Linked DNA regions of Mus musculus: regions 1, 2, 3, 4, 6 and 7 are each linked to region 5. A link is a contact called in public HiCAR-type, HiChIP or PLAC-seq and promoter capture Hi-C data. All regions are on one chromosome and are shown on one strand. The core of a region is the stretch at or near the end of the contact, and the rest is flanking DNA. Distances in the headings are between cores, read along the strand shown.

What was found. Promoter capture Hi-C pulls out the DNA fragments that hold promoters and counts their contacts. HiCAR-type assays count read pairs that join an accessible place to other places. HiChIP or PLAC-seq counts read pairs in DNA pulled down with a chosen protein or histone mark. Capture Hi-C pulls out chosen DNA fragments and counts their contacts.
Region 1: a contact with region 5 is called in a promoter capture Hi-C map of adipose tissue, with 3 times the contacts expected there. The contact joins the promoter of Cryl1 here to the promoter of Nupl1 in region 5. A contact is called at or near these places in 2 of 39 promoter capture datasets (hippocampal neurons and liver), 1 of 115 datasets of contacts at active chromatin or transcription factors (astrocytes) and 1 of 9 other capture datasets (adipose tissue).
Region 2: a promoter capture Hi-C map of pre-B cells shows a contact between it and region 5, with 3 times the contacts expected there. The contact joins the promoter of Il17d here to the promoter of Nupl1 in region 5. A contact is called at or near these places in 2 of 39 promoter capture datasets (hippocampal neurons and pre-B cells) and 1 of 115 datasets of contacts at active chromatin or transcription factors (astrocytes).
Region 3: a HiCAR-type map of astrocytes shows a contact between it and region 5, with 4 times the contacts expected there. The contact joins the promoter of Xpo4 here to the promoter of Nupl1 in region 5. A contact is called at or near these places in 2 of 39 promoter capture datasets (hippocampal neurons and liver), 1 of 484 Hi-C or Micro-C datasets (B cells), 1 of 115 datasets of contacts at active chromatin or transcription factors (astrocytes) and 1 of 9 other capture datasets (adipose tissue).
Region 4: a contact with region 5 is called in a promoter capture Hi-C map of pre-B cells, with 4 times the contacts expected there. The contact joins the promoter of Fdft1 here to the promoter of Nupl1 in region 5. A contact is called at or near these places in 1 of 39 promoter capture datasets (pre-B cells) and 1 of 9 other capture datasets (adipose tissue).
Region 6: an H3K27ac HiChIP or PLAC-seq map of bone marrow-derived dendritic cells shows a contact between it and region 5, with 15 times the contacts expected there. The contact joins the promoter of Ctsb here to the promoter of Nupl1 in region 5. A contact is called at or near these places in 1 of 39 promoter capture datasets (pre-B cells) and 1 of 115 datasets of contacts at active chromatin or transcription factors (bone marrow-derived dendritic cells).
Region 7: a promoter capture Hi-C map of liver shows a contact between it and region 5, with 4 times the contacts expected there. The contact joins the promoter of Ift88 here to the promoter of Nupl1 in region 5. A contact is called at or near these places in 4 of 39 promoter capture datasets (embryonic stem cells, hippocampal neurons, liver and 1 more) and 2 of 115 datasets of contacts at active chromatin or transcription factors (astrocytes and large pre-B cells).

Annotation. Positions count from the first base shown.
Region 1 is chr14:57,397,209-57,399,908 of GRCm38.p6, forward strand. It overlaps Cryl1 (crystallin, lambda 1), which reads right to left and starts at 1,275. Exons shown (of 8, transcript NM_030004.3): 1 at 1,200-1,275. The coding sequence starts at 1,240.
Region 2 is chr14:57,523,528-57,526,227 of GRCm38.p6, forward strand. It overlaps Il17d (interleukin 17D), which reads left to right and starts at 1,302. Exons shown (of 3, transcript NM_145837.3): 1 at 1,302-1,394; 2 at 1,777-2,072. The coding sequence starts at 1,380.
Region 3 is chr14:57,663,885-57,666,584 of GRCm38.p6, forward strand. It overlaps Xpo4 (exportin 4), which reads right to left and starts at 1,354. Exons shown (of 23, transcript NM_020506.2): 1 at 1,004-1,354. The coding sequence starts at 1,072.
Region 4 is chr14:63,176,555-63,179,254 of GRCm38.p6, forward strand. It overlaps Fdft1 (farnesyl diphosphate farnesyl transferase 1), which reads right to left and starts at 1,333. Exons shown (of 8, transcript NM_001360211.1): 1 at 1,129-1,333. The coding sequence starts at 1,227.
Region 5 is chr14:60,250,064-60,252,763 of GRCm38.p6, forward strand. Nupl1 (nucleoporin like 1) reads right to left here and starts at 1,416. Exons shown (of 15, transcript NM_170591.2): 1 at 1,100-1,416. The coding sequence starts at 1,206. Gm38641 (a long non-coding RNA gene) reads left to right here and starts at 1,411. Exons shown (of 3, transcript XR_874661.1): 1 at 1,411-1,490.
Region 6 is chr14:63,121,050-63,123,749 of GRCm38.p6, forward strand. It overlaps Ctsb (cathepsin B), which reads left to right and starts at 1,413. Exons shown (of 10, transcript NM_007798.3): 1 at 1,413-1,516.
Region 7 is chr14:57,422,743-57,425,442 of GRCm38.p6, forward strand. Ift88 (intraflagellar transport 88) reads left to right here and starts at 1,329. Exons shown (of 26, transcript NM_009376.2): 1 at 1,329-1,445.

The DNA of each region.
Region 1 (2,700 bases), core at 25-2,524, 2.9 Mb before region 5:
ACTGACTGTTGAGTCTCTCCTTGGGAGTCTATGAACCACCCACAGCCAGACGAATGCAAAATCCAGTCAAAATCCCACATGACACCTGTCAGGTGCAGGCAGAGATCTACTTCCCAACGGAGACCTGCAAAAACCTAGCCCGTGACACCAGTGGCTCTCACAGAAGGCGAGGCAGCACAGTTCACCACAGGAGCAAAGTGCACACTTTTGATATTTCTTGACCATTCAACCACAGGCAACCACGGGAAAGGACAAAGGTACAGCTAATTCTGCAGTTCTGTAAGAGAGAAAATAGCAACAGCATTCTGACACCTCCCTCCAAAGAACTCTCAAGGAAAAAGCCTGAACTTGGGACTGGTCTGCAGGCAGAACAACAAGTAGCCAAAACTATAAGCAGGGACATGAAGCCACTCCTTTAATAGCTACCAACCAATACTAGTTATTATGTGTTGCTACACGTTGATAGACTTTCAGACAGCTAGGCAATGAAAGATATTCTAAGCGTTCTTATTTTTTAAAAAAAGAAGCAATAAGGAGAAAGGGGAATCATGAGAACAGAAATTGGTGTGTCAGATGAACTTGGGCTGTTAAAGTGACTCAGCCTCCTGCCTTGGGACACATACACACAGGAAAGCAGGGTGCCTTGACTGACAAGGTTTCTGCCTCGAGAGATTTAGCCTAGCCCAGTGGTGCATGCGAACCAGCCTCCTTGCCAACCCAGGCCAATAGTTATCCGTTAGTTACTATCATCTTGGTAAAACTCTTGTCTGCGTTCTTAATAAGAATAAGCTGCTTTCACGCTGGGGTATTTGGCAGGAGGATCAAGAGTTCAAGGATAGCCTCAGCTAACCTAGAAATTTTGAGGCCAGGATGAGCTACACAAGACCTCCGTCTCAAAAGCATAAGAACACAGTTTTCGCAGGTTCATTGCTAGTATTCAATGATGCCAGGCACCTCTGGCCTGCGCTGACAAAAGTGACCCCGCACCGATTTAAGGCTCTCCTTACTGCTTGGCTAAGCCACGGCCACCACCTAGTCTACTGCCAGACTAGCTTCGGAGCCCAAGTGCGAAGCGCCTGGAGGAGCGAGGTACAGCCTGATGCCCACCCGAGGCACCCACGGCCGCCCGCGGGAGGTCCCGCGTTCGGGACGCTGCCAGGGCGCCAGCCATTGCAGCACGGCGCCACTGAGACCTTTACCTGCCTACGATCACCACCCCGCCCGCTGCTGGGGACGCCATGGCAGATCCGGGCCTGGCTGTACAGCTGCGTTAGCGGAGGGAGCGAGCAAAGCAGAGCGGGTCGCGCGCCAGAATAAGGCTGGGCGCCTGGGTGGGCGTGCCCAAACCTCATGAGGACTATCCCATTGGCTGACAAGCTCCGGGGAGGGGCCAAGGCGCAGGAGAGGCGGAGCCCTCGGGGAGAGACTTCAGGAAGGCCACTGGGCTCTAGCACCGGGGAGCGTGGGACGGTGGATGCAAACAGGGAAGACCAGACACTTCTGAGCTGAGCAATTTTTATTTTTAAGTTTCTAACAGGAAACCATTAAACCATGAGCGGATACTGCCAGGTTGGCGCAAAGGTTCACCCCAGAGACACTTTCAAGAAAATGTTGCTTTAAAGACGTTAGCACCAGTTTGTCACTTTAAGGACTTTTGTTCCACTGTTTACATTCTACTCTACACTGGAAATCCAGGTCTGGTGAGATACCTGCAGCCTGGCTTCACTGATGTGAACGGAGGCCCGGATACTTAAGGGACAAGCTACAAATGGAAACTCCGGATATGTTACTCTGAGAAACGGAAGGACGAATTTGAATTCCTTGTAGCGTACCACAGCTTCTGTGTGCCTTACTTCCTCCTTCCAGAGGCGTGCAGTGCCAAATGTGTTAGGAAAAGAAAAAGAAAAACCAAGCAGGGCGTGATGGAATGCACCTGCTCTCGCAAAACCTGGGAGGCTGAACCGGGAGTTCCAGCCAGGCTACATTCAGAGACAGCAAGACCCTGTTGCAAAAAAAAAAAAAAAAAAAAAAAAGGCTAGTGCCCTGATTACACTTGGGTCTGAGACCAGAGAACGAGAGGCATTACACTGCATGACACAAGTTTTGTGCCCACAATCGGAAGTGGAAACACTTTGAGGCCAGCAGTTTGGGAAAAGCTGAAATCAGAACACACTCACACTGACAGATTCAGGAGAGTAGACACTTGCCTTATTCCCACCACCTTGTCAGGGATTCGGAAAGAGAAACCTCTGAGGCAGTCAGGTTTTTAAACAGTTCCACAAATTATCAATAAACATTTGAAGATGCCGAGCCCCGTTTAAATGAGATGAAAAGTGGCACGAGGAAAACACCTTTTACCCATCAGATCGGCCAAATTACACTGATGGCCAGTCCCTCTCTGCAAGGGAGAGTGTACTGACTGGTTTTGTGTCATCTTGACACAAGCTGGAGTCATCAGAGAGGAAGGCTGCTCAGTTGAGGAGATGCCTCCATGAGATCCAGCTTAAGGCATTTTCTCAACTAGTGATCAAGAGGGGAGGGCCCATTGTGGATGGCCAGTAGGCAGCTCCCTATATAGCCCCTGCATCAGTTCCTGCCTTCGGGTTCCTGCCCTGCTTGAGTCCCTGACCTGACTTCCTTCGGTGACAAACTGCAAGACTAAACCTTTTCCTCCCCAACTTGCTTTTTGGTCATGGTGTT
Region 2 (2,700 bases), core at 52-2,551, 2.7 Mb before region 5:
TATTAACATGTTTGTATCTTCATAAAATGCTCAGATCTGGGAACTTTTTATTTAATCTGCACCTATTTATAGCCTTTGCTCCCCTGTTTAATCACAAATGAATCTTATGCTCTACTCAGTTTAAGTTTTCAGTAACTGGAGGCTTCCACAAACTGGTCAGACACTGGAAGGTACTTTGTTGATTAGCACAGTGAGTAGTTCCGTGGAACTCTGGTAATGACAAGCTCGCCTCGAAAATACTCCTACGCTGTACCTTTCAAATGGAAAATTAGTAGTACTTGAGTGCTGATGTCTTTATTCCCGTTTTTTTACTAGGAAGGAGACAACGTTAACAATTTATGTGCGAGTCAAAGTGTTTCATAAACCCAAATGTGTTTACTAGGAATTGTAAAATGTTTTAAGCTGTAAGGTTTGAAGGGACTTTTAAAGGTAGAGCCGCTACAAAGTATTTCAGTTTTAAAACATTGAAGGCAAGTGTTTTTCTGCATAGCAGAACTGAAACGCAGTTAACCACTGGTTTACAACTTGGTTAAAACCCAAAGCTGCAAGCCGTTTTAGGGAGTCAAAAAAATATTTTGCACACTTTCAAAAAGCGTTCAGCTAGTCTCAGCCATTTCTCTTTATTCTCAAAGCGTAAATGCTCAAAAGTAATCATATTCACTAGCTGGATGCCTGGTAAGCAAGGCATTTAAATAATGAACAAGTAAGTGAGCAAGCTCTCTTCAGATTCAATAGAGTCCTTCATTTGAGCTGATTCCCCTTAATTTATTCACAGAACTTTAGGCTCATTTTACATGTCTGCTCACACAATTAATTACCATGATTGAGTTCTCCAACACTGTAAAACTAGACCAAGAGATGCCCATTTACAGCATGTGTCAGGTGGGGGAGGGTATTTATTACTCGGCCCTTAGCTGAATAAGAGGCATGGAGTCATTTTATGAGTATTTAAGGGAAAACAGCCTCCTTCTAGCCTAACAGAACATAACTGTTTTTTAATCTCTTGTATAATTCTTCGAACTATGAAATCCCAGAAGAGGAAGTGGTCGCAAGAAGGAGAGTCCTTCTAGGTTGGAGTTCATTCATTTCCAAGTGGCCTGTCCAGCTCCTGGACCGCTTCAATGTCTAGAGAAATCCGTTTCCTCTGAGCCAAAGTCGGCCTCTCGACTGCATCCCCGAGGCCCCACTGGTCCGTGCCGAGGCGTCGAGGCCAGTCACCACCTCCTCCTCCTCCAGCCAGGCGGACCGCCAGTCCACTTCTGTAGGGGCGACACCCAGCCCGCAGGCCACACGCCCCGCGTGTGCGGCGCCCTTATTTACTTCGCAGAAGAGCCTTCAGCCCCCCTCCTAACAAGTCTGGAAAGCATCACGGCGACGCGATGTTGGGGACACTGGTGAGCGCCCTCGGGGGTACCGGCGAGGCATGGCCGAGGCCGGGCTGGGGCAGAGGGACGGGGGGAGGACGGCGGGACGGCCCGGAGAGGCGTCTCACAGGCACTCGCAGCCCGCCGCGCAGCAGCCCGGCAGGCACACGCACACGTGCACGCGCGCCCCGCACCCGCCCCCCGCGCGGGCTCCGGCTCTGGGCGGCGGCGGCGGCGGGGGCCGGGGGCGCGCGGGCCGGCGGCGGGCCGGGCCCCGGGGACCGCGCGGGCGGCGGGCGGGCGGGGACGGCGCTCGGGGGCCGGCCCGCGCGGCGCCCATGCTCGGGGAGGGCCTCACGGTGTGCGGAGCGCCGGGCGGGTCCCGCGACGCTGAGCTCGGCCTGTCCCGCAGGTCTGGATGCTCGCGGTCGGCTTCCTGCTGGCACTGGCGCCGGGCCGCGCGGCGGGCGCGCTGAGGACCGGGAGGCGCCCGGCGCGGCCGCGGGACTGCGCGGACCGGCCGGAGGAGCTCCTGGAGCAGCTGTACGGGCGGCTGGCGGCCGGCGTGCTCAGCGCCTTCCACCACACGCTGCAGCTCGGGCCGCGCGAGCAGGCGCGCAATGCCAGCTGCCCGGCCGGGGGCAGGGCCGCCGACCGCCGCTTCCGGCCACCCACCAACCTGCGCAGCGTGTCGCCCTGGGCGTACAGGTGAGCGGGCCCGAGGGGAGGGGCGGGGCCTGCAGAACAGGTGGGTGGGGCAGGGTGGAGTCCGTTGGAGGGCGGGGCCGAGGGGCGGGGCGGAGCACGTGGTGGGCGGGGTCGGGTGGGGCCTGGGCGGGGCCCGGCTGCCACTGGAGCGGTATAGGTGGACGGTGCTTGAAGGAAGGGGTCGTGAGGGGGATCGGGTGGGATCGGCTGGAGCGGGAGGGGAGTGGCAAGACGGTCGGGTGGTGCTATGGAGATGGTGTAGTGCCCGAGGGGCGGGGTCTGAGGAGCGGACGGAGGTGATGGGTGGGGCCGGGTGGAACTACTGGGATGAACCACGGGGGGCAGGCCAGGTAAGGCGGGTGTCTACTGGTCCTAGAGCTCAGGGAGGGGCTAGGAGAGGCAGATGGTATAACTAAATTGGGAGCGATTGGTTTCTACAAAGGTCTGTCACGATCTTTGAAGAAATGCTGCTTCTGTATTTGTTATGCAATAAATACCAATTCTCTGCCAGATACACCATGAAGAACCAGGCCACATGACCCTTTTTTACAGGAGGCCTGTAGGAGTGTAATCTAGAAGTGCTGGGGCGCCGAGAGCTAAGAGGCACGCCCTCTGAGAGAGTGTCTGG
Region 3 (2,700 bases), core at 104-2,603, 2.6 Mb before region 5:
CCTTAAATAGGATGCTCCAACAGAATCCTTGACAGTAACCTTAAAGTAGGGTAAAAAAGAAATCTAGCTGCATTTAGTTGTTAAAATGTCTAAATCATTTCAAGTAATAAAATGGACATCTAATTTTAAAAACAAAACAAAAAACCCTACAAATGCAATCGTCATAATTTACAAAGAACGAAAGAAAGAAATCAGGCTGAGCCAGCAAGCATAAGACACACAGTTTACTAAGTAACGAAACAGTATCCTTCTCCTTACTTTTGCTCCCTATGTGAAATCCTGTTTATAATACCGACTCGTCCTGCTCAAACACCCTCACCAAACTATTTCGTGGTAGTTGTTAGACTTCAGCTAATAAGTACCTGGGAACCTGCCACAGAGTCAGTTTTCCAAAACGCGAAACCCACAAAGAGTAGGTCTTGAACCAAGTTTTGCCCCAACGACCTTGGTCCTAAAGATTAGCCTCTCTCCCTCCGGCCGGTCCGTCCACGTGCCGCCTGCTGCGGTTACCCAGAACAGTCTGCATGTCAGGCAAAGAGCTAGGGGACCCGATCCACAAGAGAACGAGGGTTGCTAACAGCACCCAGACTATGCCATCCCTCTCCTAACAGGATCAACTCCCCAGCGTCATGCACACAGTCCCAAGAATGTTCCCTAACCCAAGTCCTGCGGGGTTCACCCTGTGCCTTGCTCTGCTACCCAGTCTGCCTAGCGAGGTATGGAGCGAAGCTGGCGGCACAGGAAACTCTCCATCTTACACCACTACACCCCAGTGCCAGGCGGAGGAACAAGGCGGTCAGGGAAGGAGACAGCACTAGAAAGTAAAGAACCAAGGCAAGAGGAAAGTAGGATGGAGAATCCTGCGCCACGCCACCACCACCTCCACTTCAGGGTTCATCCCAAGGCCCTTCCTGGCCACCAACCCAGCGGACAGCAGGCCTGACCAGGGAGAGCCAGCCGGAGTCCCACTAATCCCCCGTTTCTCCGGACCCGGCGTCCTCACCATCAGAACTTTGGCCGCGTTCTCCAGCTGAGCGATCACTTCTGGGGGCCCCAGCGCCGCCGCCATCATGGTCTCTCTTCAATGACGCGCCATGCGCTGCATTCTGGGAGCAGGCGCCGCGGCCGGCCAATCGCCGCCGCGACCCCGGCGCCTCTCGCGCCTCCCGGGCTGTCGCAGCAGCCGTCGGCGTCGCGCCCCCAGCGGCCTGACGGGACCGCCGATTCCTGAGCAGCTGGAAGGAGACAAGCGTGAGCCCGGTCGCGGCGCTGGGAGGAGGGCGGCGGCAGCCGGCACCGGGCGAGGCCGAGCGGTTGGCTCTGTCAGCCGCGGCCGGGCATCCCGCGCGGGTCTGGGGCCTGCGCATGCGTGGTTCCCTGCTGGGTGCGGGCCGCGAGGTCCTGGACCGGAGCCGCGCAGCCCGTTAGCTGCGGGTTAAGGTTTGGGTGTCCTGCCCGTGCGGGAGCTTCCTCTCGCTCCCATAGGCTGTCCGGTGTGGAGCAGGATCTCTTAGCCTTGGAAGCGCTCTCCTAAGGGTGCGTCTACGCCCAGAATTCATGCCTCCCGCTCCGCGGTTCATTCCGCTGTGAGAAAAGGGCATCCGTGGACGAAATGCTTGGTTTTCTTGATTTTTGAAACCCTCTCCCTAACCACTTGGCTTCCTGAAGTCAGTAAGGGCTCAGCTGCCGCCAGCTTTGGACTTCAGGAGTTTATAATAGCAATGCTAAGTACAGAATCTGCGAGGAAAGGTGCGTTACAGTAACTTCAACGCGCTGTCTTCTCTCCGGTTCTTTAAGGTTTTGTTTTTCAAAGTCTACGTCCAGGAAAGTGATCCCGACATCAGCTAGTTCAATGTTCAAAAGGTGGTCTAGTTGAAGTATTTGTATGTTTCGACCTGACAGCTCCATTTTCTGAGTTTTGTTGACTGCCTGTTCTGCTTTCTGGGGAAAATCCACGTTTTTGAGTTCCTTCTGTAGACTTCCTGGTTTTCCCAGAGATTTGTAAGTCTGCCCTCCGCCCCTTTGAGGTTTTGTGTCTTCGAAATAGAATTGCATTAATTTTTAAATGATTTATTTTTTATTTTATGTGCATTGTTTTGTGTGCATGTATGTCTGTGTGAGAGTGTCAAATCCCCAGCAACTGGAGTTACTGATGATTGTAAGGGTGCTGGAACTGAACCTGAGTCCTCTGGAATTGCAGCCAGTGCTTTTAACCACTAAGCTATCTCTCTATTACTATTGTTTCTATTGAAACAAATGTAAATTCTTCTCTTCACCCCACCCACTCTCAGTGCCTTTATTTATTTATTTTATATGTAAATACACTGTAGCTGACTTCAGACTCCACAGAAGAGGGCATCAGATCTCACTATGGATGGTTGTGAGCCTCGATGTGGTTGCTGGGATTTGAACTCAGGACCTTCAGAAGAGCAGTCAGTGCTCTTAACCGCTGAGCCATCTTTCCAGCCCCTTTTCTTGTGTTTTTAACAGGATTTTTCTATTCACGCTGTAGACCAGGCCAGCCTCAAACACAAAGATCCACCTGCCCTCTGCCTCCTCAGTGCTGGGATTAAAGGCATGGCCAATCGGTTTTTTGTTTGTTTGTTTGGATTTTTTTGACTTCTCTACTATTTTTGAGAAGTAAATTAATGAGATTTTTTTTTTTTTGCTTGAGAAATAAAAGTGTCTTTCATTTCATTA
Region 4 (2,700 bases), core at 83-2,582, 2.9 Mb after region 5:
TGTTGCGAGACTGAAATAAAGAATCTTGCATCTGAAAGTGGCTCTGGGATCACGGGTCTAAGTTAAAGGGTGCTAGAGAAGGCAGGTAAGGAGACCTTGCAGGTCAGAATGAACTACCTGTCACTGGAGCTGTCAGGAGCTCAAGTTGGATTATAAAGCAGATTCTTGCTCTTGCTCTGATTACTTATCCGTGCAAGAATCTGGCAACTGTACCTTCTTCTCCCCTGAAACCTACTCTTGGCGTTCATTTCCTTGTGGACCCTGTCTATGCCCTTAATTACACTGCTATCCATGTTTTACCCCACAGAGTGCCCATCACTGACAGGTGTCCAGGGTCTGCTGAATGGCTGAGAGCACTTGTTAGAGCTAAATCTTAAAAAAGGGAGGATTCTGAATGAGAAAAGCAAGGGCACCAATTAAGAATACCTTTAAATAAAATACAGTGCCTGATGTTTCCAGTGAAGGGGAAACGTTTAAGTTTTTGATGTTAACTGGATGTGTCATCATGCAACAGTTACATACTTTTGTCAGAGTAAGTATTATCATAAAAGCACGCGTTTAAGAAAGGGAACAGACCAATGAAATACGAAAAAAACCAAAAAAACAAACATGTTCTGGCCTCTGGCAGCCAATAACTAGTAGGAACTTGGACACAACAAAAACCGTAGGAAGCACCCAGGAATAAAATAGTGGCTGCAGAAAGGTGAGTAAGCTTATGCGGGAGGTGATGTCTGAAAACTGGAAGGAGTGGGTGGGGCGAAGTAAGTTTCATTCCAGTGAAAATAGGCACGATAACTCCTCCAGGGTTCCTTATGTTCTCAAAATTGTTCTCAACCGTGTTCTCTTTAATCTCAATTCTGGAACGCACCCATTTAGGTAAAAATAACTCCAAGCTTAGAAGAACAAAATACGCAGCCAAACTACCAAGAAAAGCAATGGCTTGAACAGACAGAAACCTTGAAAGGCGGGGGGGGGGGGGGGGGGACATGGCCCTAGTGGGGGTGCGCGACCCAGGCAGGGATCCCGCCTTCCGTGAAGACCAGGGTGTCAGAGACCATCCATCCTCTAGAGACCTCTTGTGCGGGAAGCCGCCACAGGCCTGCGAGGGAGCAGGGATGCTCGACTTACCTGGTCCATCTTGGGTATAAAATTCCGCCGGCCTCCCATGCGGAATCGCAGCAGGTTATAGAACTCCTCCGGGTGGCCTAGACACTTGACGAACTCCATCCTTGCGACTGCTGGGCGCGGGGCTCACCTGTCGGGATCTCCCGCTCCCACCTGTGTTTAGACGCCGGGGAGTGGGCAGGGCGAGGAGGCGGGGCCAGCGCCGGACGTCCCGCCCACCTCCCGCCCTCCTCAACCGGCCGCGCCGCTCGCGCCTCCAGGCTAGGACGCGCGGAGTGGACTGACGGACGTTGATTGGCCAGAGCTGCTCGCACCAGGAAAACGTTAACCAATCGGAAGCCGGAGGAGCCTGGCGCGATGACCACACCCTAGAATTTGATTGGAGAGCTGGAAAGCAGCCAGCGAACACGATTGGTACCCAGCAGAGAGCCTTTGTTCCTGCGTGTCGTAGGCTGGCAGCGAGCGAGGCGCATGCGTGGACGTTCTGGAGTTCCGCGAAAGGCTTGAGAGCTTTGCACGATCCTAGGGACCTCGGCCTCCAGTCTGAGTTCACCTCTTGATATACCTAAGGGGTTGGCTGGCAAAGCCGAGTCAGAGTGAAAGGGTAGCAGGGACTGGAAACGCGCCTCGCGGCTTGAGAACAGATAAAACAGTCTTGCTTTCCTCCGAGGAGTTTACAGGGGCTCGAGTTTACCGGGGCTTTGCTGAGCCCCGGGAAACTCCAAGCGGGACAGCGCACAGTATTTCTCAGACTTCTCCACCCGTCTTTTGTGAGACGACATGGCGATGATTCTTGGATCCCATTTTCAAAGCTGCAAAAACAAAGGGAACTGAGCTCTTAATACCTCTCGATGTTCTAGTTGACGTGAACCAGGACTTATGTAGTGCTTGCAAAATCTGCCCGAGATTGGGCCTCCCAGGGATGTGATGGGAACAAATACCTCCTGCTCTCCCCAGTTAAGGATTGCAAGGAGCGAGGAAGGGCTCCCTCCCAGTTCTATTGGTAGTTGATGGTTGCTGGTGGAATGACTTAAAAAGTTACTAGCATAAATGATACATAAGTTTTATTATGAAGTCTTCATACACTTATATAATGTATTTTTATTACATTCCCCTTTACAGTCATAATTCTTACTGTTCCAATTAGCCTTCATTTCTACTTACACCTTTTTATTATATTTTGATGTGAGCATAAGTGTTATCACACACATACCATGTGTGGAAGTCATTTCTCTTCTTCCATTTGACTCCTGGAGATAGAACTCAGGTCATCAAGTTCGGTGGTGCCTTTGTATCACCTAAAGATAGACAAAGATTTTAAGTGGTATGTCTGCTAGTAAGTTGCCCATACTTCTGTTAGTAACCCTAATTAAACCTACTGACAGATCAAGAAGAAAAATGACTAGTTTTAAAGACAAGTTCAAGAAGAGTGGGGGCGGGAAGACGAGAGAATAATAGGGGTTGAATATGATCAGAATATATTATATACGTTATAAAATGTCATAATACAGCCCATTGTTATATATGGTGAATATGCTAGTAAAAACATATTAAAATTATTAAAATGTGCCAGTT
Region 5 (2,700 bases), core at 166-2,665:
TATTTAAGGGCAATGCACAGCCATGATGCACAGATGCAAGCAGAACACCCACACACATTAAATAAAAATAATTAAAATCTTTAAAAAAAAAAGAACTAAGTAAGATACACCATTAAAAACGACAAACCTAAAGCCAGTTAATCGATGACACAAGAAAACAAGGTGAAAGTTAAAAGAGACAGCAGAGCACACCGTCGCCTGTGTCTCGACAACATAGGTAGTGAAGATTAAGAAAGCATATGCAAAAATGGGACTTAACTGGGGCAGTCTGATTGTACTGTTATTTTGGATTTGCTGTATCTAACGGGGGCTGTTAAGAGAGAGAGAGAGAGAGAGAGAGAGAGAGAGAGAGCGAGCTTTCTTTGAGACATTAAGCCTATAGGTCTTGTTATGCCTCGGGAGATACCTGTCCTTCGAGTACACATTTCCTCATTTGATCAACTCTTTACCAAAGGCCGAGTCTGAGTGATTAATGCTTTCAGTGAAATAGCTTTTTGGAATCCCTAGCTACTCATCTGTCACTACCGGAATCTATTACACAAACTGAAGAATATACCACTTAAGCTTGCAGTGAACGGAAAAGATCATGTGGTGGATGGTTATAACACAAAATGCTTTGCGATGCTATGCTAATCTGTATAGGGCACAAAATAACTATGATACAATACATGCCATAAAAATGTTAAAAAGACAGAAGGGGGTCCTGTGGCACAAAGGCTTGAAACAAACAAAAAATCATAAATCCAATGCATCGTAACGTTCAAAACCGAAATCTAAACCACCCGGGGATATTTTTTTTAACTTACATCCTACCTATTTTTCTGTTCCTAAAAGCCAGCAACAAGCTGTCATTCATTCAACACTCATTCTATCCCTGAACCCGAGGGGTCGCGTAGGCGTAGCCGCGACTCCAGGCCGCTTCCCGCAGTCGGGCCCACTCCGCGTCGTCGCGGCGCGACCGGGGACTGCAGAGCCTCGGCGGCAGGGGTCCACAGCCCACTGCGCGGCTCGTAGGGAAGCCTAGCAGCCTGAAGGCAGGCCTCGATGTGCAGACCTCCGCGGGGAAGCACCAGGGTCCCCTGCTAGGCGGCACCATTACCTAGACGCGACGGTCCCGAAGGAGAAGCCGCTGCCCGCTCCGGTCCCGCCGGGGGCCACAGTGGTGGAGCCGAGGGTCCCAGACCCGAAGGAGAACCCCGTGGCCATGGCGGCCCTTGGCGCGAAGGCGTCAGCTAGGGTGGAGAGGCCTAGGACGCTTCTGTCCCTTCACTGCCGAAGAGGGACGTGCCACATAGCTGGTGCCCAGCGGGTACCGGGTGGGAAACAACCCCAAGCGGCGGTGCGGCAAGGCGAGGGCGGAGTGGGCGGAGCCACAGGCGAACGCATGCGCGACACCGCCCGCGCGCCGAACGCACTAGAAGCGCGCCCGCCGCGCAGGGAACCCTGGGATCGGAGTGGAAGCGGTACTCGTGTGAGGCCGGGCGGATGAGGTAAGGTGGGCGCCCCGCCTACTCGCTTAAAGCGCTAAGCCCCTGAAGTGCCCGGAGAGTCTCGCGGGATTTCGTGCTTTACTTCCTGAATGAAGGCCCTGGAGTGCGGCTTCGGTCCGGCCTCCTGTCAAAAGCCATGCGTAGAGTTCTAGAGTTGGAGAAGACCTTGGTCGTCACCTCACATTCCTCCAAGGGGACGTCTGAGTTTCATTTGGGTGTCGCTGCACCCGAGAAAAAAAGAGGGTGTCTACCTTTTGAGGGTCCAGAAATGTACGGGTTTTAAGTCGCACACGCTTCCGGTCAGCACCCCATGGTACTGCACGCTTGTGCTTCCTGCACGGAGGGTTCAGCGGGGCGGCGTGACACTGCCAGGCTCCTCTGCCTCCGAGTCTGAGGTCAGGACACTGTGCCCCAAATCCTAGTGGACGGTGAATGGGATGGGTGCCGTTCTTGGGGACCTTCCCTGAAGACTGCTTCCTGGCTATGTGGCTTTCCCATAACTTGGGGTATTTACGAGAGGAACTGCGAATTGGAAAGTGTAAGGACAGGGATGAGCGATCTGGCTGGAGAGCTGGCTCAGCACCGACTGCTCTTCCAGAGATCCTGAGTTCAATTTCCTAGCAACCACATGGTGGCTCACAACCATCTGTAAAGGGATCTGATGTCCTCTTCTGGTGTGTCTGAAGACAGCTACAGTGCACTCATACATAAAATAAATAAATCTGAAAAAAAAAAAAAACCCAGAGGGATGTAAATTAGAATGTACGGGCACCCGGAGCAACGTGGGCACCAAGAAATGCTTCTTAGCGGTGGTCTGGGGACACTGCCATCATATCATGGTTCTTTAATTCTCTGGCAGGAATTGGCATACTATTCCTGCAAGTGCGTTGACCAGCTGCCAAGTTTTGTTCGATGAAATTGATCCCATCATCAGACCCCTCAGATTTATGCTAAAGCACAATCCTCCCCATGGTAGTGATTCGAACAAAAGCCCAACGGTCTCTGAGTCTGGCCCTCAGTGCCCTTTATATGACAAATCCTTGGCACTTCTTTTCTCACAGCTCCCCCACAATTCAGCACTTGTTTTGTGTTGACCTTGAGCATTGCTACCTGCAGTTGGCTGAACCGGAACACCCTCCAGATTCATTGTAGAGCCCTGTCCTCTCCCCCAAATACTCATAGTGATGAAAACTCTGTTCCTCGCCATTTC
Region 6 (2,700 bases), core at 163-2,662, 2.9 Mb after region 5:
TTTTTCAGCACCACTGAAGTCAGCCCAAGCCAGGTACTTCTGGGTTCTTGTCTCTCAGTTTTGAGGAAGGAAATTCATGGACCACAGAAGGTGAGTTTTAGGAAGGTGGGAAGGACTGTAGGGAGCTGAAGGGAGAGAAAGAAGGCAAAGGTCTTGAGCAGCCCGTGGGGTCCCTGGAGGGAGTCGGATCCCATCCTGGAGCCCCCCAAAGCCTGGGGGTTAATAGGACTGTAGCCTTTAGTGGGATGGAGGCAGGAAGAAGGTTGAGCTAGCTGGTCAGTCCAGTTTTCATTCCAGGTGTTGAAGTCATTTCAGTTTGGGTCACAGCCTCAGTATGGCTTCCAGGAAAGGTCACTCCTTTGTGGAAAAGACTTGAAGACCCCCTTCCTGGCAGCCAGAGACACTTTTGGCTTAGACACTTAAACATCTCTAGCTCCTGCCAAGGGCCAGGCTCTGGGCATGTCAGAGGACATTTTGGGCTTTTAGCCAAGAAAGGCTGCTCATTTTTGTTTGGACTTTTTACCCTAAAATAAGCAGCCAGTTTCTACCTGTTGTCAGCAGCTGGGACAGCTGGCCTTGGACAGATGGCCATGGACCTGCCTTTCCGCAAGTTTTCTGAGTTCTTCCTGTATTCCACTTAACTGGGGTTCAGTAACTACACTTCCACTCCTGTCCTTAACTGGGAGCCTACCAATAGAACCTTGGAATCCACTAGATCCAAACCTTTCTTATCGTCACAAGCCTGGCTACAAGATACCATGCTGACATGAGGCCATTCCTATATTACAGGATAGACCTAAGGATTGGAGAGATCTGAGGGTGCTCGACCCTGGGGTGGGGGTGGGGGTATGCTATGACCTGTCAGATCAACTAGGTCAGCCAGCTTCTCACTGGCTAGCTTACCACACAAGATGGGGGGAGGTTCATATGGCCTGGCAGGAGTTCTGAATTTCATAACATGCCTTGGACAAAATTCATGGGGTTTTGGTTTCTCTCTTTCTTTTTAAACTAGGGATCGAACCCAGGGCCTTGGGCTTGGTAAGTAAGAGCTCTACTTCTGGGCTACAATCCCAGCCCAGTTCTAGTTTTTGGTTGCTTCCCTTGGTTTGAGTATTTCTACGCCATTATAGTCTGAGCTTCAGAATATAAGGCCAGGAGGCTCCTCCAGACATTTCCAGGTCCCCGAGCCAGCGGGGCCTTCCCGAGGAATGCATGTCACGAAGATGTTGTATCTTCCCAGTGCAGGGTACCTGCAGAGGTCCCTGGAGAGCATCTCTGTGCGAAATGGAAAGAGAGCAGACAAACCACCAGTTTCTTTTGGGTTTAACACAGCTTGCAGAGTCCCGGGATGAAGGGGGAGGGGCCGGCAGGGGCGGGGGCGCGGTCAAGCATCACGTGACGAATCAGCCCCCAGCGGAGGGCGGAGCTGCGCGGGTACTTAGGAGTGCACGGGAGAGGCCAGGAGCGGCTCCGTTTGGCTTGGTGGCTGCAGGCCCAGGCTGTCGCGCTGCGCTCGGTGAGTTTGCCCGGGGCACAGTGGCTCCATGGCGGAAGTCACTTTGGCTGGGGTCGGGGGAGCGGGCTGAGCAGCGGTGGTGGAGACAGGCCCTTCACTTGCCCAGGGCGCAGGCGCGGTTCCTCCGCGGCCCTAGATGCTGCTCGCCCTGGCGGATCGCGGTCTTAGGCTCCCGCAGGCTAGACCGGCAGAGCTCCAGCTTTCACGCTTTAGGGCCGAGCCTGGTGACCCCGCGGTGATCGGCTTCTTTCCAGTGGCCTTGGCGCACTTCAAGGGCGGAGGTGGGGACTTCGGGGAGCTCCGAGGGAGGAGCTTAAAGGGAAGGGTTCAGCTCTGGCCCTTCCAGCTCGCAGATTGCAAGTCTCAGGGGTGCTCAGGGCGAGTATCGACCTGCATCTAGTGCAGGTTTGTGGCTTATTCTAAAGAATCTGCCCCGGGAACTTTTCCACACACAAACCCACGCAGTGCCTGGCACCCTAAAAGACCTGTTCTATTGAGAATGGGAACCTGGTAGTGGGTGGCTGGGGTGGAACCTGCACGAAGAGTTAAACCGAGAAACAGGAAGAGAAGCAGAGCTAAAGGATAGGGGCTCTCCCAGAACCTTTCTCTGGAGGGGAATGGCCAATGTGATGGAGGAAAGGTACTTGCAGGACAGCCTCCTTCAGTCAGGGCCCTGCTAGCCGGGAGAGATAGCATCCTCTCCCAGAGTGCTGGGCGTGCGGACCAAGAGATAGGTAAATTGGACTTGGTCCCCTAGGGCCCAAGAGTAAAGGACTAAAACCCATCCGCACCTTACCTCCACCTAACCAGATCCCCTCACGTGTTTGGGAAGGGAGATAAATTGTGGGATTGAAAGGGAAGTTTAACTCCTTTTAGTGTCTCGGGAAGACTGATCTCCAGGTGCTTCCTGTGAGGGACTGCTGTGGAGGTATGGTCTGCAGTCCCCGGATTCAGAGTAGCATTTGCAAAATGTTGGTGAAGGTGTCATCTTTGTTCGAAGCCGTTCAGGGGACAGTTGTTTCCCATAGGCTCTGGCCATGGTGACCTAAAACTCCAGAGTCCCCAGAGCCATACCAGAGCAAGGCAATCACGGCACTTGGAAGGCTGAGGCAGGAGAATCGCTGTGCATTGGAAACCAGCCTGGGCTATGTAATGGATTCCACAACAGTGGGACTACAGAGGGA
Region 7 (2,700 bases), core at 79-2,578, 2.8 Mb before region 5:
GGACTCAGGCTTGTCTGCTACCCATCCCACTTTATATGTAACTAATTACATATGTTGACAGTTTATTTGATAATTAGTGTGGGAACAAATAAGAAAATATGTTGCCTGATGAACCTTTATTTTAACAAAAACATAATGTCTTCTTCTCAGACAAGGACTGGGTACCCTGAATGTACAGTCATTTAAAAAAAAAAAAAGTTCAGTGCTGGACAATGGTGGCACACACCTTTAATCCCAGCACCAAGGAGTTTGAGGCTAGGCTGGTGTACAGAGAGCTCCAGGACATCCAGGGCTACACAGAGAAACCCCGTCTCAAAAGACAAGCAAACAAACAAACAAAAAAAAAAAAAGAAAAAAGAAAAAAGAAAAAGAAAAAGATTGACTCTAGTATTTATCTTTCTTTTTTGAAGTGCAGTAACTTGTGATTCCAGTATTTTTTCTTTCTATATTGAAGTGCAGTAACTTAAAATATCCCCATGATGTTCACTAATTAACGTAACAACTACTTATTGACACACAGTTGCCAGATACTGTCAGTTACTGTACGATATACCCCACTTGCAAGGTAACCTTCTGAATGCTGATACAACACACCTGGATCAGAGATAAAGAGGTTTAGTCTTCAAAACACACCAAGTAGCCCGAACCTGACCAATCTAATAGTTTGTCCCCTACATCTGTCCCCACCCCCATCCGTGGGAGGCTAAGGTGGATGTTACATATTCAATGACTTTCTGACACAACTGAACAATAAAGGTTAGTAAACTTCAGTTTTTTTATAACGGGCTTCAAGTCAACATGCCCAACATTTGCTCCGGAAAGAAATATTATTTTGTCTTTAAGACAGGGTGTCCCCTGCTGGTCTTGTACTCCTGAGCGTCATCTCTACTCCCATTGCAGATGTGCGTCATCATAGCTGGCATTACATTACCTTTACTTTTTAATTTTCAGATTAAATTTATTTAGAGAGAACCCAGACAGGATTAATATGACAAATTTATGGGACGACGCGTACAATTCTACGCAATGTTCCACAGAAAACAGTCTTCCAAGGTTCCCAAGCCGCGTAGTGGCTCTGGGACACATTCTATTCATCCGGGCCATCTTGCTCTGGTCTCCAGCTTTGGGGATGGCTGCCTCGGGGTTCACTCGACCTTGGTTTCCTTCTTGTGATTACTCCTACACCTGTAGCATCTCCTGGACCACCATAAACATTGGGCCAGCCTCGAGAATCACTCCGCTGTTGGCGGACCACAGGTCCCAGCAGCCCTGCACTTCCGGTCACGAGCTTCCGGCCTCGCCCACGCGGCGCGGAGGCCTGTGGGAGCGGCTTCCTTGGAGTCGCGCCTGGCAACGGCTGGGCGTCCCGCTCTGGCCTGCCTAGGATCAGGCGTCGCTTCTTCCCTCGGCCCACTCGTGGTCAGCCCGCTCCTCCTCGGCGCGAGGTAGGAGAAGCGCCCGGCCCCTCGCGGCCACCCTCCCTGCTGCCCTCTCCCTGCCCCGTGCGTGAGCGGCGGCGGGGTCGCGAGGGCAGGCGGGCTGGCGGCGCCCAAGCCCGGCTCCTGGCGACTGCGCTTCCGTAGCCAACACTTGGATGGTGCTCCTCTCAGGGGGTGGACTTCCCGCTCCACCCGGCACGGCTACCCGGGCTAATGTCACACGGCTTGGCGATGCCATGGCAGCAGTGAAACTTTTAGAGTTTCACAGTAGGTTACAGCGAACATTTCTAATACTTGCATCCGGTGAAGCTTTGATTACCTAGTAATCGGGAGTAAAAGCAAAAGTACAGAAAAGAATGAATAAATCACAGTCTTATAAAGATAAAAACATATCTTCTGGGAATTGATTCTAGGACACCCAGTTTCCCTGGATACCAAAGTTCCCAGGTGCTCTTTCACATATATACGATGGTATATTTGTATTGTATATAAGCCATTTTCCCATTTTTGTTATCTTAGACTGTTTATTGCTCTATAATTAATTGTTATGCCTAATTGTTCAGGGAATAATGAAAAGCACGCTCGGGAGGCTGGGGGCGGGGGGGGGGGGGGGGAGCCTGTGCATGTTCAGTTCAGATAAAAAATTTCTCCCAAATGTTTTCAGTTTCTAGTTGGTTGAATCTAAGGATGCACAGACAAAAGATATCTGACTACTGTTTTCCCAAAAGCCTAAAATTCCACTTTTCCTTTTTATCTTCAACTCTGGTTGGTAACTTTGGAGAAACTACAATAGGCATTTTGAGTGTGAACTGTATCAAGGTAGAAGTATATAAAAAGGACTTTGCCATGTAAAATAGTTTCACTGGCAATATTGAAGTGACAGCATCCCAAATTATTTTTGAACCACCTTGGAGAATATAGAAATACTGAGTTGTATTATTTCTTAGCCATTCATAGTTGTTAGTAAAGGATAATTCATTTACTATTTCCTAGCCTTGCTTTCTACATCTTTAAAATTTTGTGTATTCCACTATTGGTCTGTCTCCCAGGTGTGTGTGTGTGTAAATCTGGTTAAAAGCCAGAAGAAAGGTCTAGTTCTAAAAGCTGATTGTTTCAATACCTTATGAATAAACGAAAGTGAGATCAGAAGAGTTTGTAAGGAGGGAGCTTTTGAGTATATGATTTGAAAGTGTGATCGATGGAGCAGCAGCTTCAGCATCCATCCCTTGGGAACCTATTGATCAACATTCTGGGGCTGTGG